Linked DNA regions of Zea mays: all the other regions are linked to region 1. The links are chromatin contacts, called in public Hi-C maps. All regions are on one chromosome and are shown on one strand. The core of a region is the stretch at or near the end of the contact, and the rest is flanking DNA. Distances in the headings are between cores, read along the strand shown.

What was found. Hi-C and Micro-C count contacts between places; a contact is called where the count stands out from the background.
Region 2: a Hi-C map of ear shows a contact between it and region 1, with 2.0 times the contacts expected there. The contact joins the promoter of LOC100284378 here to the promoter of LOC100276065 in region 1. A contact is called at or near these places in 6 of 25 Hi-C or Micro-C datasets (bundle sheath, ear, leaf and 2 more).
Region 3: a contact with region 1 is called in a Hi-C map of leaf, with 3 times the contacts expected there. The contact joins the enhancer-like site here to the promoter of LOC100276065 in region 1. A contact is called at or near these places in 3 of 25 Hi-C or Micro-C datasets (ear and leaf).

Annotation. Positions count from the first base shown.
Region 1 is chr9:88,550,421-88,553,120 of Zm-B73-REFERENCE-NAM-5.0, forward strand. LOC100276065 reads left to right here and starts at 1,310. Exons shown (of 9, transcript NM_001403700.1): 1 at 1,310-1,712; 2 at 2,308-2,359. The coding sequence starts at 1,585.
Region 2 is chr9:88,032,239-88,034,943 of Zm-B73-REFERENCE-NAM-5.0, forward strand. LOC100284378 (peptide transporter PTR2) reads right to left here and starts at 1,417. Exons shown (of 4, transcript NM_001157273.2): 1 at 1,269-1,417; 2 at 998-1,106. The coding sequence starts at 1,271.
Region 3 is chr9:89,133,032-89,135,731 of Zm-B73-REFERENCE-NAM-5.0, forward strand. No RefSeq gene overlaps it. Among protein-coding and RNA genes, the nearest start is that of LOC100279525, 6.3 kb to the left of the region's middle. Within about 2 kb of position 1,285, at least 12 of the 20 cell types and tissues checked have an H3K27ac peak or open chromatin away from gene starts, as enhancers often do. A contact at or near this core is called in ear and leaf, where this site is marked.

The sequences.
Region 1 (2,700 bases), core at 60-2,559:
TACTGGATCTATATAGGCTCAAGTATGTTTAAACAACTGTGGAAGTAGATATTTTTGGTACTTGTGCTTTTATAGATTGGGCGGTCCCATCAAAATGCCCTTATTCTCTGATGTATGTAGGATGCAAAGATTTCTTTGGAGGAACTTTGTGATCGATCTGTTAAGTTATGAGGACAATTCATGCTGATATGTCATCTTTGCAAACATATAACAAAGACTTATCAATATCGCTAAAAAAGATTAAATTAATGTATGAGATTAGTGTTTTGTCGATTTATTTGTCTATCATTCAAAATTCTATATTGATTTAAAAACAATTTTGTGCGATATTATAATCTTTGTTCGACATAAGTTCCTTCTATTTGAGTCGGCGTATTTATAATAATGTTACATATTTATATCGTTAATATAATATTATCGTTATGATGATATTTTACCGCACGAATTTTACATATCATAGTGATGTTTTTTGTTTTGTATTTATGTTTTATACTAATTTTCAATGCGCACAGAAGAAGATGATATTTTATCTTTGTTTGTCCAACTGTACCAAAAAGACGTATATAATATGTTGTTCTTTAGGGATTTTTGTAGCGTTGGTTACCATTTGTGAGGTTTTAATTAATCTGACTATATATAAAAAATAGTAATTTTTTGTTTTAATGTGCTGACACTCTCTAGTGGATTTGTGCACATTATATCCATCAAAAGGAGATGCTTGTATAATATTACATTTGACATTGTTGTCACGAGTACATCTTTTTAGTTGTTTGTTGAAAAAATGAGGATGCTAGGGTTCGAACCGTGGTCGTTTAGATCAGAGCGCCCATCCTCTACCTCTGCAGTTCATGCTTTTTTGGGTTATACAAAAGATTGATAGATCGAATATCTCATTTGAATAAGGTGTACCTAAATAACATAGCAAGACACGGACAACTAACTAGTCTAGATGAATTTACATTACAAATTTGAGGAAATAGATCACATCATTTTTTATAATTTTCGACGACGTACAGAAGACAACTTCAGTGTCTTTTGCTTATGTGAAAGAAAGGACAAAGAATCTCGGATTTAATCACAAAAAACAGAAATACATTTTATGCTCTATAAGAGTTTGAAACCAATGCAGCCCGTTTCTTTCATGGGCCTCAAACTCAAATACCCATTCTCGGACTAAGCCATATTTGCTTTGGAATACCAAATGTGCGATACGTCATGTCCTGCTTGCTGGCCGTTGTCTCATTGTCTGGCCGCCGGACCAAATCCGAAAACCCACCGAGTAACTGACAATCTCGATCCCCGCAGTCATCGCGGGATCGGCCCGTCCTCGCCGGCGACTCATTCCCGCAACTCACCTGCTCTCAACCGCGAACTCGGCGCCCTGCACGGCCTCCAAGTCGCACGATGCGGCGGCGCCCACATCATACGTGGCTGCGTCTCCGCCTCCGCTTTCGCCGCGCCGACGTGTCAGCTTCCCGTCCACTACAGAGTCCACATTGTCCTCCTATTACTTGCTCCGCCGGCAACTATTAGCCCCTCCCCAGTCGCCACTAAATCCGCTGCCGTTTCTTCTCGAGTGTGACCATGGCGGCTCAGGGATCCCTCGTCATGTGGAGGGCGGTCTTCGCAGCGCTGGGCTTGCTCATGGTGGCCACGCTGGTGTACACCTTGGCCACCGACGGCTCGCCGTTCCGCCTTGAGCTGTTTACGCCGTAAGTACTGGCTGCTTTTAGCAACGTTTCTAGCTTCTTATGTGCTCGGATTTGTAGGAACCCACAGCGATTTTTTGGAAACGGGTATTGGTGAGGGTTGTGGAACTTGTCTGCCCGTTGATCATTTCAAAGTATCAACGAGCCACTCTTACAGTTACAGTCCTATTACCTTACGTTGTCTGGTGACTGGTGTTAAGCAGTAAGCTGCATATGTACGTGGTATTTTTCATTGTGAAATGCTAATTAAGGAGACATGATGAAACTGGTTATGGTGTTGCTCCTGCAAGGTCGTCTATGTTGTTAGTTGTGTTCTGAAGTTCACATCGTGAGTTAACCTTAGTTTATGTATATACTACGCAATGAATGTTTTATAATCCTTTCAGTCTGTTTTATTATTCCATCAGTCTGTTTATCTTGCAAAGTTGCTAGTCCTACTCATTGTTGCAAATTGTGTTGGTTGTTTTGCTATACACAATGAAGCTTGTTCTTGAGAGATTGGTACATTTATAACAACCAAACTTTTTGTTCCATTTCCTCATGCTTACATTTATGCAAGATACATTTATTCAAAATTGTGATTCTTTGCTGTGTGTAGGTGGATGGTGGCAACACTGGCTGATTTTTATGTTAATGTTATTGCAATCTCGGTAATGTCTTGATTTTTATGACTTTAATTCTTAAGCAGCCCTTTTTTCTACAATGCTTTTTTACCAATGTAAGAAGGAAGGATTGCGTATAATGTGTTGGATGTATTACATTGAGCCTCTAGAAAGAATATATAGGAGTACATGACTTGGAGGGCAAGAAGGCTATCCTATGGGTAAGGAAGGTTATCCTAGATACAAGGAAGGTTATCTCGAAATTACAATCAATCCTAAACCAACCATATCAGGAGACTCGTTTAGGCTCGTTTAGGCTCATCTAGATCCAGTGACCAGTGTGTTGTCAGTTTGTTTACTAGTGTCCAGTCACCTATATCAAGCCGAGC
Region 2 (2,705 bases), core at 167-2,666, 520 kb before region 1:
CATCCAACAAGTCCAACCAACCGCCCTCGCTCGTCATCAGATCAGAGGAGAGAGAAAACGGACTAGTTCGCTCTCATCAGGATCCGTGACGACGACAGCACTCGTTTCCCCGTCGCACATGCAACCGTCCGCTGAGAAGAACTTGTCTGCAGCGAGAGGCGCCTTCCAGATCGGCGGACAGGAACCCATATCCTCGGAACGAGGGCACAGGGCAGCTACCAGCTCAGCTCCCAGGACGCGACTGTGCTCTGTTCTGTTCGAGCGGTGGTGCGTGCGTGCGAGCAGCGGGAGAGGAATCCACCAGCACCAGCTGCACCCCCCACGGGTCGGGTCATGCGGATGCAGTGCGTGCAAGTTGGTTTGCTTTTCTGGGGCGCAATTGGGGCCAAAGGCGCCGAATTCTCCGGGCAAGTTGCAGGCGAAGGGGTGGGGAGCGAGCAGGAACTGTATGTGAAAGGGAGCGAAAGGAGGGGGGAAATGGAAGGCCACTGGTAGCAAAAGGAGGGAGAGAGGGGAGCCAGCCAGCGACCGCGAAAGGGTCTCGAGCACCACCTGTCGGACGTACGAAAGCAGGAGAGGAAGGATGGAAAGGCTGCGAGGTGATCGGGGGAAAGGAGGAGCACGGGCACGGGCGGAGAAGAAACTAAAAAAAAAAGCAGAGGGAATGGAAGCCAAAGGCGCGCGCCTTTGGCTTAATTTTCAGTTCTGCTCTGCGCTGCGCTGCGCAGGCCACCAGGAGGCGAGGGACGAGGAGGCTCCTCCTCCGTGCATGGATTGGACACCCACACCACCAGTGCCCTATTCGATCCGTCCGTCGTGCAGGCCTTCGCTCGTGCTGCGCTGCCTTTTCCACGGCCCCAGCCCCAATCCCATCCAGCAGGTCTCCTGCTGCCTGCCGGGCACCGGCCGCAACCAACACAACGGAGCTCTAGTTTTCCAGAAGAAGAATAACCCAGATGGATGGAGGCAGGCAGGCAGGCAGTGATCGATCGCTTACCGAGGACGAAGGAGGCGGCGGCCATGCCGCCGTGCCGGGACCTGGTCGCCGGCCGGTTCCTCCAGTCCACGTACCCCTCCCACGGCTCCGCACCCGGCGCGACGTCCTCCTGCAACGAATCACCGCCAACACGACCAGGTACGGCCGGCCGAGAACGTACTCCACCGATCAGCAACGAGACGGTGGTGGAGGTAGTAGGGTAGCAGACAAATGCCCAGCGACGACGGGCAAGACGACCAAGGAAGATGTGTAGTCGGTAGTAGTAGCTCACCATGATGGTGCCCGGCCGCAAGCTGCTGCTCGCCCTCTCCGTACGTGCTCTGAAACGCGCACGGGCAGAGGAAGACGAGGGAGGCAGAGCAGGAGATCCCGTTTGAGTTCACTACTTGTGCGACTGCGTGCCCGACGCGAGAGAGAGTCAGAGAGAGCTGGGCAGCCGTGGGCTGGTGGTGTATTTAAAAGTGTGGAGGAGAGAGAAGGGCAGAGAGAGAGAGAGAGGAGGAGGAGGAGGAGGAGGAGGGGCCCGTCCCGTGCCGTCCCTTCCCTTCCCTGGGGCCGTGAGGTGCCCAGCACAGAACACAGGGCCGCTGAGAAGGACGCAACGCAGCAAGGGGTGCGGTGCGGTGCAGCCCTGGGTCGGGGATGTCAACTTCATAGAACCAAACCAAACCAGGGAGAAGGATGGGGGGCATGCGTATAGTATGTTTGTAAATATGCATGCCGTTGTGCTTTAATTGCATTTATTTCATTTCTTTTTGCCAAATCAAAAAAAGGCGAAAATCATCTGGTGTACGGCGGCAACGCTGCACTGCGCTGTTTCCTCACGCCGGCCCCAGTGTTGTTGTCCGTTTGTTTAGAATCAGTTGGGAGCTTTGTTTCTAGCTTCGGTTTCCACGTGAGTCTACTATCCATACATACCCTACCTATGTCACTGCAGTAAGAGTTGTTTTTTTCCTAACTCTCTTCCTCTGAATTAACTAAGGGATGGTAAAGCCATTTTTAAGCTCCGTCAGTCGTTCTAAGGTCCTCTTTGCATTCAATAGAGTCAGTAATAAATCTAAAAGTTAGCTGTTACTAATTATCTATTTTTAGATCTAAATGGTCTAACTAATATTAATTCCAGCTACTTATTAGCAAACTATCTCACTTGTTGGAGCAAAACAGCTAATAGTTTGCTTGCTAATATAAGTTACAAGCTATTAGCTTGGTAGTTATATATTAGCAGATAGTGCATCCAAAACAAGATCTAAATTATTGTTAGATATATACTATCCATGCTTTCTTTGCATGCCAAAACTGTAAAAAAAAAAGACAACTAGTGTCGGCGTTTCGACCCCGGGGTCCCTAGACCGACAAGTAAAATTGTCGCTACGTGTCCCAGCCCAGATGGGTTGGCGCGAGATGGAACACAAGGGGGAAGAACGCGGCTCGTGTTATCCTGCGCCAGGGGGATGCGCTTGCAGTAGGGGTTACAAGCGTTCGCGAGGGAGAGAGAGCGAGCCTGTTCGTCAGCCCGTCCTCCCGCGCGACCACCCTCCCGCATGAGGGCCCTGGACCTTCCTTTTATAGATGCAAGGAGAGGGTCCAGGTGTACAATGGGGGTGTAGCTATGCGCTAACGTGTCCGGCAGAGAGGTGCCAGAGCCCTGTGTACATGCCAACGTGGCTGTCGGAGAGGTGCTAGAGCCCTGTGTACGTGGTGTTGTGGC
Region 3 (2,700 bases), core at 35-2,534, 580 kb after region 1:
CTCCCTTTTTATTAATTGATGACAACCAATACAAATATAGGAATTGAATCAAATTTCTAGGTAGTACTTCACACAAGTTTAAATCACTAACTTGGTTTTGGGTTTGTGTTGCTTGTTCAAGCATTTTAACCACTTGTAAATAATTTGGACAAGTTTCACAAACCTGAATTGGTAGTATTAGCTCCCCTACATATATGCTAGTGTGTTTATGTTAAGCTTTCACATATCTTGGATTAGAAATTATGAGATACTTAATGATACCAATTGATGCTAAGGTGTATAATGCTACCAATTTCAAGCTAGTACTTCACATAACCAATTTTACCTTTGCTTTGGTTGAAGGAGAGGAATTACATTTATCTTGGTGCATTCAACTCATGTTGGAGAAGTCTAGAATGTTCAACACATTTCTCAACTTGTAAAACCTTGCTTAATCAACTGACTTGGTGAATATGTTAGCTAGTTGATGTTAGGTATCTACACTCCCATTTGTGATATCACCTTTGGCTCGATATCTTATAAAATGGTAGAGGGTATAAATATGTTTTGTTCTTAAATGTTGAACTGGGTTGGTGGTTATCTTCATGTCACTCATTAAATGTCATGAAGCAATGGAACTTGACTAAATTTGATTCCATAATCAAGCAATGCTCATCCATAGCAATTATGCACAACAACTACCATAGATTTGTACTCTGCCTCGTCATTGGAAGCGTAAATGAGTTTTTCTTGATTTGATGACCATGACATAAGTGATATTTCAATCAATTGTCATGTTCCCGATGTAATACCCAAATTCTATATGAATGGGGAGAGTTAATAATTCTATTATTATGTAGCTTATTTTTATTTTTGACGAATAGAATAATTAAAAAATAAAGGTTCCGTAGGCATTCCATTATAGGTGAATAATAAACATTTAATTTTGAATGTGGTTAGAAATCTATTTTCTTAAATAAATAGTTTGAAGGGATATTTAAATGGTGCGATTTAATTTGTAGTGAGCTACATGTTTTGTCGCATTTACTTAAAAGAATAGAATGATAATAGAAGTAAATAAAATATACTTTGCATCAAGTTGGGCTTCTAGTATTGTTGCATTCATATTTGAATTTATAATCTTGATTTGGATTTGAAGTAAGGAATTAAAACATAAATAAGAAAACAGGAAAAGAAAACTAAAAAAAGAAAAGGAAAAAATGAAGCCTCCCAACCATGAACTCGTGGCCGCTTGGCCCACTAGCCTCTACCCAAAATACCGTAGCCCATATTCCTTGCTTTCTTTTTTTTTCTCTTGTCGTAGATGACAACAAAGAAACCGCGGCCCACACCCAGCTCACGTGTTTGGCGCCCGATTGCCTTTTAGAGGTGGGTTCATGTCTGTTGTTCACTTTTGAATGCTACAGATCAAGAATAAGACAACACAATTGTTAATTATTATGGACCTCGTCTTCTGAAGCTTTATTCTCACATGGGAATAACGCTCATCAGACGAAGGTCGAGAAAGACTTACCTGCCCCATTTAATATGTAAAGGGAAATGTAAAAGGATGTGGACAGTAACTGTATTTCATTAATTCATACATATTTACATTCCATAAAACATGTATGAATACAGACAGTATTAATAATGCATTGATACCTTCGGCTTGTTTGAAGGTGATGACGCGAGAGAATGATTATAATTCAGCGTGAACAGTACGGTGTTACTGTTCATCTGTTTATAGGCACGGGACACAGCCCGGAAAAAATTACATCCATGCGGACCTGAGCTGAAGTTTATAAATAACTTAAACTAACAAGGTCTACCTAGTCTTTTCCTTATTTGCTTGATCTGAGCCGAAGCTATTGGTAGCTTCGGCGTTCTGCATTGTTGCTCCTTCCCGAGGTCTTTGTCTTGAGAACCTTCGGCATAAGGCGAGCGGACTTCTTGTGGCACTTTGCTGAAGGTGTTTATGTCTTGAGTACCTTCGGCAGAGAAGAAGACCCCCAACAGTAGCCCGTTCGCGGTGCTAGATCGTTTTTTTGTAACGAGCTCAGTCCGTGAAAAACACGACAGCTTCGGAATACCGAATGTCCGAAAACACCTTTCCTGAGCTTGTTATTAAAAAATGATTAAAATATTTCGAGCGCTGGTCGGTCCACCGTTCAGCCAGTGTACACGTTCTGGCGGTTCGCCTTCTTCACCTGCAGCACTATATAAAGAGGCAGGTTGGTGAGAAGTTACCACAACATTCATTGCCATCGCACTGTTGCGCTGTTGAAAATTTTAACTGGAGCCGAAGCTTTCTTCATTACGCTTTCGAACAAGTGCTTCACCGCTCGAGATCAGCTTCGTCTTAAAGAGACCGAAAATTGAAATGGCCAGAGTAAGATCCACTGCTAGGGTGTCTCGAAGGGGAGACGAAACCGAAGTAGCTGAGACAACACCGATATCAGAGGTGATGAGACGATCAGGTTTGGTTGTACCAGAAGAAACTACTGCCGAAGGTGCTACTGGCGAAACTGAACAGACTGTGGCCGAAGACGGAAGTGACAGCGAAAGTGAGGAAGACAACAGTATTCTGAGTCCGACGAAGCCTAGCCATATTGAGTTTGGGAGATCCACTGTAACAGCAGGGGACTTGGTTGTAATGAAGAAGCTGGGCTATTTTGGGGAAAACGACGATAAACTGATCCACTTTGCTAAGGAAGAAGTAGT